Linked DNA regions of Mus musculus: region 2 is linked to region 1. A link is a contact called in public Micro-C data. All regions are on one chromosome and are shown on one strand. Each heading gives the region's core, a stretch centred on a gene start, on an enhancer-like site or on the middle of the called end of the contact. The rest is flanking DNA. Distances are from core to core; before and after follow the strand shown.

Region 1 (3,798 bases), core at 746-3,245:
TTTTGACACCCCTGGGTAGCTACATTCAAAAGTATACGCCCACTCAAACAAAGGAATACACATAATTTAAAATGAAATAAAAATCTTTATATATATATATATACATATATATGCACACACATACATAATGTATACATATTATACATACACATATACTTAAACATATACATATATATGCTTCAGGGAGTATAGAAGAGAATCTACCACTGCCAATTTCCTAAACCTGCATAGTTTTCGTCTGAATCAAGATACTTGGTTCGAATCCCCACAGGTAACTGCAGTTCTCATATCTCACTCAAGGAACCTTCTTCTTCCACAGCTGGAGACTGTAACAGAAATCCACAACAGCTCCAACTGCAGGGAAAAACTGACCATGAATGTCCAAAACCACATTGGACACCACAATCACAACTGTAAACGATCCTCAATGCCAACTCTACACCTAAGCTTAGGAAACACTCAGAAAGAGAGAGAGCAAGAGCGTCAATGCGAGAAGACCAAGCATTGGCTTGGAGATAGTGTTTTCCATACGTGACTGAGAAGCTGCACCAAGGCGATCTTTAACAGTATGGCTGCCTAAAGGCAGCCTGCATTGGCCAATACCAGTTGACATGCCATGGTGGATAGGGAGAATTTCATAAGACCCCATTCCTAGATGAAGCGCTAAGGGAATGCACCGGTGCTATGTGTAGGGGGGGGTGTCCTTTGGGGGTGGAAAGAGAAAACTAATTAATCAGAGACGAACACTTTGATAGGGTACACTATGTATTCAGCCCTAAACACATATACTTATGGGCATAATTGTGATTTTACTGTAGTCTGATTATTTTTTAATCTACTGCCTGATTATTTCTTTCATTTGCAAGGCTACTTAATCTCTCTCTCTCTGTCTCTCTGTCTCTCTGTCTCTCTCTCCCTCCCTTCATCTCCTCTCCTCTCCTCTCCTCTCCTCCTCTCTGCCCCCTCCCCCAATCTCTCTCTCTGTCTCCCCCTCTCCCTCCTCTCCCCACTGTGTGTGTTTTTACTGCTGCAGGTCTAATTTCAAGAAATACAGTTCTACATTGGCAATGATTAGTGAATTTGATTTTTTTCCTAATTGTTTTTCTTTTAACAATTCGTGTAAACAAAGCAAGTTAAATTTGGGATGTACTGTTCTTTCACATTGCTGAGTACCACAAAAGGAATTCTATGTGTGACAAAGTTCATAGCAAAGAAGAATTTGTAAAGGACTGTTTGTGTTTTTAAGTCTGGCTACTTAAAAATCTGACTGTGATGTGAGCCCTAAGCATTTCTATATCCACCTACCAAAAAAAAAAAAAGATAAATCCATCTGCCACTGTGATATTATGTTCCTGAAGCTCAGGTATATTAAAAACAGAACAAGAATGAAAAAGGAGCCATCTCCATTTGGTTTAAATTCATGATCCATCAATTTTGGACACAAGTGATTTTCTTTGTCATTTGCTATGCTATGGACAATATGAGATTTTTTAGGTAAGTTTACATCTCTCTGGACCACATTTTATTGCAACTCTTTTTATTTTTATTATTATTATTTTTTTTTTTTTACGCTGTGAGCAAAGTTCGCTGGGCTCTCACTGTTGCCTGAGATTTGTGATTACCTGTCGCTGAGCCTGGGGAATTTCCTGACTTTTAAAACATGCACAGTTCTACGACTACTCCTTGTCCGGGTGCACACTCTCTGATTCTTCACAGACCATCCCCCACCTGATATTCTAGTAAGAAGACCCAGTCCTGGGGGACCCACAGACAACCTTCCCAGAGCCTGCTGTGCGCTCAGATAAGGAAGCGAGTCCAAACTAGACTGAGTTTTGGGGGATGGCACGATGTCTGGTTTGATGAATCTCGTCTGGTCTTTCTAACCCTGCTCTTGTTTCAACTTCCTCTGCTGCAATCCAAATCTACTCTGGAACCGTAGAAGGCTGCATCGGGACAAAAGAAATATTTTTTATTGGTATGAGGCGTATGACCTTTGCTCTGATGTTTGCTATTTGGGAAGGTTTAGTTTCATTTCTTAACAAGGTCCTGCCGACAAGACCCAGAGGTTATATTAAAACAGAACAATGTGGGACAAATTCTGTTTAGCATCAAATACAGCCTTTAGCAGTGGAAACGGGGGAGTACTGACCGTTCAAATGCAGGGAAGTTTCCAAGTTGTAATGCCAGACATTATCAGTAAACTCCCCAGACAAATGAAGCCCTCTGTCCTCCCTAAACCTTAATTAATTCAATAGCTAGAGTGTAAGAGGCTCAGAAATGCCCAGGACTTTGGGAATTCCAAATCACCTCTTTTTCACTTCAGAATCTAAACTAGACCATTATTTAAAATCTGGGGTGAAGAAGGTTTTGAGCGGAGGCATCTTCACGGGACTTCTAATTGAAGATTCGATTCCAAATTTTGAAATCAAATCATTGAGATTCTATTTGCATTTTCATCTCCAAAGAAACAGTGGAGCCTTTTTACTGCTGAATATGGGGGGAAAGGCCTATAGAGAACAAGATTGACCTGACTCTGTGATTTCCTCAGTTTCCCTTTATTAGATAAGTATTAAAACACTAACATCCTCCTGCATCTACTTGAAATCATCCCCCCCCAAAAAAACAGTCTGAAGGGAAATATTGAATATTCGCCTCATCTCTATATATCAAACTGCTAAGTTGAAGACTCTAAATCAGTCAGCCTGTCTTGTCTTCCTCGCAGGCCCCACCTCCTACTCTCCAAGGGAACTCAGGTAGCTTCGAGGAGAAGGGATTTATTGTGCCACTGTCTTTACAGCTCCCTCTGGAGATATCCAATTTTATACTATCTTTTGCTTTGAAAAGAAAATAGATGAGCTGGCTAAACTGTTAGATCTTCCTTCTGGATTCTCCACAGACGTCAGCCCAAGGAACTGAAATCCTAGCTGAAACAAACATCAAAGGCCAAGATTCCAGTCTTTAGGAAGAGTGATAGTCTTAGGAAAGTGTTTTACAACTTGTAATATGCTCGGGGCCAAAGGAACCTCTTCTAACAATGAATTGAATTAAAGAGTTAAATATATCCCTAATGCTGAAGGCAGGTAATGGGCACAATACGAGCATAAGAAAAGAGTCATTCCTCAAAAATGTATAGTTACAATCATGCATATTTCTGAGATGGGTTAGGCAATGCCTTCCAGGATAGAAAAGATAAAACACAAGCCTTCTCAGATGACGCTCTTTTCACTTCATTTCCAATGTTGGAAAGGAAATGAGTTAAACTATGACATCCACTTAGGCCTGGCAAACACTGCATTCATTGAGTTGTAGCGATGTTAAGAAAAATGACTTACAGCTACTAAAAGAGTTGTAACAAGGAACTAGCACACAAAAGGCAGTCAACAAACGAACGGGCCATTGCTCATTAAAACTCATCACAATGTTAGGCTCCGTGGCACATGCCTTTCTTTAATCCCAGCACTCAGGAGGCTGAGGCAGGTTTCTAGGAGTTCAAGACCACTCCGACCTACAGAGTTGAGATTTTTCAGGCCAGCCAGGGCTGCACAGTGAGATCAGATTTCAAAAACAAATTAAGACACTTCTCTAATTTTGTCAATATACTATAGAATATAGAGACCATAAAACACTATGGTAGAAATAAAACTAAACAAATGTACATGGGAAGAGCTAACCTAATTGGTTATCTGATGCCAAATGGCCATTCATGAAAAGATACACACAAGTAATGTTATATGGACTAGGCAGTTTGTATTTACATACTTAGAGAGAGGGGGGGGATTCAACAACAAAGAAAAAGAG
Region 2 (3,798 bases), core at 504-3,003, 170 kb before region 1:
GTGTGCGCATGCACATGTGCGTATATCTGCAGGGCCAGGGGAGGGCATCAGGTGCTCTGATTTATCACTCTCTGCCTTATTCCCTTGACATGGCATCTCAGCCTGGAGCTAGGTTGACAGTCTGAAAACTCATCAGCGATCCTCACTTCTCCGACCATTCCCCATAACCACAGGACTGTGTGGTCACGGTTGGCCTTTTTATGTGGACGCTGGGACTCAAACGTACAGCCTCATGCTTTCAGGGCGAGGGCTCTTAGCTATCTCTCCATCCATAACGGCTTAACCTTTTCATCGGGATCAGATGAAGAGAAACAGAAGGGGGGAGGGGAGAGGCAGAACACGTAGGAAGCCCATGAAAGCCGAGAAGGGCAAGAGGCAAAGATAACAGTGGCAAACAGTAATTTTTAAGAGAGCCTCATACCATGTAATGATCATTACACTGCTGAGCCTTAGGGCATGGGGCTGACTCTGAGTTTGATTCAGCCCTCTGTCCGGATCCTAACCATTCAAGGAAGAAAGGGGCAACGAATTGCAGCTGAGCCCATGGGGGAATGCAAAGCTTGCAGACAGTCAGGGGAAACTGAGCGTGGAAGGCAGCTGAGCGCACATCTCCTAGGAGAGACCTGGGTCTCTTCCCAACTATCTTCCCAGCGGATGGCACAGACACGCTGCACAGGGAAAGCCACAGAAGCTATGGTGAAGGTCTGATACCGCAAGTCTGGTTAGGTGCGAGACAAGCGCACTTACCACCATTTTCATTGACAACGGTTTAGCTTACTATATTGTATGGGAGATTTAATAATGGGTTTGCAGTCTCGTAAATACTAAAATGTTTCAGAGGAGACGAACAGCACAGTAAGAAGTGAACAGCCAATAGGGTCCAATGTTGTACTATTGGAGCGGGGGTGTCACGGAACTGTTTACTAAATTTATTTAACTCTACTCAGAAAAACTGCCTATTGCGAAAGAGGCCTTCTTATGTACAGATGTGTTTCTGTTTCAAACAGTAAAAGAAAATGCACTGTAAAGAACAATAAAATATTAAGATTTGAAAGGGACTATGGAACTAATTAATAGACTATTATATTTTGACATATGCAGTTTAGATGTTACAACCTAAAAAAAAAAAACAACAATAAAAAACCAACCAACCAACCAAACAAACAAACAGACAAAAAAACCCCAAACCAATACCAAACCAAAATGGAAAAAAAAAATCGAAAGTTTGCTAAATGATCAAATACCCCTGTCCCAGGATAGGAAAAAAGAAAAACCATGAATATTTAAAAAATAAAATTTGTGGAATTCAGAGAACCAAGATGAATGGAAGAAAGGATAGAAGGCTCAATCACTATTAAACATTTGTGCCACCTGGATGTCTGCATGCCCCACCTAAAAATTAAGTTTATAAATAAGGAAAATGGTGGGACACGATGGCACACACCTTTAATCCTAGCACTTGGAAGGCAGAGACAGGTGGATCTCTGTGAACCTGAGGCCAGTCTGGTCTTCATACTGAGTTCAGGACAGCCAAAGCTACACAGTGAGTCCCTTTCTGAGAACAAGCAAAACAAAACAGAACCAAACCAAAAATAAAGAAATGAGCAAGATCATAAAAAAATAACGACACTAGGATAACTCCTGACCCCGCCCTTTCCCCATTTCCCTATACCGTCATCCCAGTGCTGACTTATACCAAGCAGACAGTGCTAGGGAGAAAACATCCAGTCATTACAAGGCCATCTCAGGCACTTTATCTTTTCTCTCTGTTCTCTCCATGGCTGCTCTGCTAAAACACCAACTTCAAGGAGAGAGGGAAGCAGATGGAACAGGAAAAGAGAAATAAACCCTGGAGCAGTCTGAGTGCCTTCCCCTAGGGAAACCACAGCTCACATGACTTGGGGAAGACAGCACCCTCCCATCAGCCCAATCCAGGGCCTTATGCACACTAGGCAAGAACTCTATTACGTGTCTGAGTTGTCACACGGATGCCAAGGACTGGGCTCAGGCTCTCAAACTTGAGTGGCACACTCTTATATAGTGCTCTTTCTCTCCAGGCCCATACTGGTATTCCTGATGAATCCTATGTAATATTCCATATGTGTTCATTTCCATTAAAAGTTAAGGCTCAAGAATTGCTCAAGGATAGGGCCTACAGAGTCAGAATGGCATTGCGTGCCGACAAAACCCACACAACCTCTATCTGACAGCCACACAGCTGATATTCCTCGCAGAACCAAATGTTGCCAGGTTCATTGCCAGGTTTGTGCTATTGTCACGTAAGATGGTAAGAAAGGGATCTCATAGTCTTTATGTGTTTGTTTGTTTGTTTGTTTGGTTGGTTGGTTTTGGTTTTGCCTTAGGCATATCAAGATTCTTGAATTTCTTTTATTAGGATTGATTTTTCAGTCATTCATTCACCACGTGTTGTCACTGGTCTCCTCTGAGCAGACTAAGGAGTCAGGGCTGGGGTTAGAGCTCTTGGGTAAGGTATGATCTTGTGACTATGAGAGCCTGGGTTTGATTCACAGGTACAGTTCCAACCCAAATAAAACAGAATTTTAAGAGTCAACCTGCAAAGGTGGTGCTCACATCCAGGGCATTACGTAATTCATGGTCTGACCAGTTCAAAATACAGGGGGAAAGATGACTTGATTCTGACATATTGCTGAAAAATCCCAGTAAGGGTGAACTTTGTTCAATTGGCAAGCACACCATTCAATGAACACAGACAGATCTCAGAGTTGGTTTCAACTGGAGTCTGCGCACTTCACTGAACCCCAACGAACACCCCCTCCTTAAGCCAATCCACTCATCCCAGCCTTTTATAGCAATTTTTTTCAGACCATAATTCAAGTACCAGATTTTTTAATTTGCTCTATTAATTTTAATCTTGTTAGTGCTGGCTCATCATTCCGAGATGTCAGGATATATTTAATTGATCCTCTCATTTGGCTTCATTTGCTAATTTTTGTAGTGTTATGATAGCTGAATTTTCTATGAGCCTTCTTGATTCTTAGTTTAGACGCTGAAAGAAACACATGTTTGCTATGACTTAGGAAAAGTCATAATAATATTAATTGTTGTTAATAATTAGTAACAATCCTTGTCAACTCTAGGGAAGGGAGTTTAGTTAGCCCCATCTCATACTCGAGGAGATAGGATATTTAGGACTGATCAACTTGCTAAGCACCACATGGCTAGACTGAGGAGATGACAGGAAAATATCCTTTATTTCAAAATGGTATGTATATTTCTCTAGATAGTCTCCTGGTTGACATAGATTCATTTTCTTATACTGTTTTACTAACTATGCATCTGAAGGAGGCTGTTTTAGCCCAAAGAAAAGGAAAAACTATCTTCATAAAACATATGAACAACATTATCATTTGCAAATGAGACTAGCATTAAGTCGGTCAACAACACTGGCATTTAGATTCCACTGGACAGAGACAGAGGGTAGGTAGGTAGAAACTTCTACTTGGGGAGGGAAGTTTAAATTCAGTTAGAAGCTGCTGTAGTTTCTACATTCTTTACAAATGCATATCTGATATGGCAAACCTCACACTGCCTCGAGGCAGGCTCCAAGTCTATTAGAGCTCCTGAGCAGGTGACTCACACTAGCAAATACAGGCATCTGGGTGTGTTGAATTCAGTACACAAGGAACAGACATGGGTGTGTTCCGAGCCTCGGCTTTACTCTCTCCGTGATTTCAAAAGCAAAGAGTGCTCCCCAAACGACTATCTAGATGGACTCCAGGAGCTTATGAAACACTACTGTCCTCTGCTCGCCCATAC

What was found. A called contact is a pair of places that touch in the nucleus more often than the background predicts.
Region 2: a contact with region 1 is called in a Micro-C map of granulosa cells, with 2.3 times the contacts expected there. The contact joins two enhancer-like sites. A contact is called at or near these places in 10 of 484 Hi-C or Micro-C datasets (Sertoli cells, adipose-derived mesenchymal stem cells, cerebellar granule neurons and 7 more), 1 of 115 datasets of contacts at active chromatin or transcription factors (fibro-adipogenic progenitors) and 1 of 9 other capture datasets (pancreatic islet).

The regions. Positions count from the first base shown.
Region 1 is chr16:72,806,563-72,810,360 of GRCm38.p6, reverse strand. All of the region lies in intron 2 of Robo1 (roundabout guidance receptor 1), which reads right to left. Among named protein-coding and RNA genes, the nearest start is that of Gm52248, 71 kb to the left of the region's middle. Within about 2 kb of position 1,995, at least 34 of the 459 cell types and tissues checked have an H3K27ac peak or open chromatin away from gene starts, as enhancers often do. A contact at or near this core is called in granulosa cells, where this site is marked.
Region 2 is chr16:72,973,701-72,977,498 of GRCm38.p6, reverse strand. The region is part of intron 12 of Robo1 (roundabout guidance receptor 1); the gene reads right to left. Among named protein-coding and RNA genes, the nearest start is that of Gm52247, 16 kb to the right of the region's middle. Within about 2 kb of position 1,753, at least 6 of the 459 cell types and tissues checked have an H3K27ac peak or open chromatin away from gene starts, as enhancers often do. A contact at or near this core is called in granulosa cells, where this site is marked.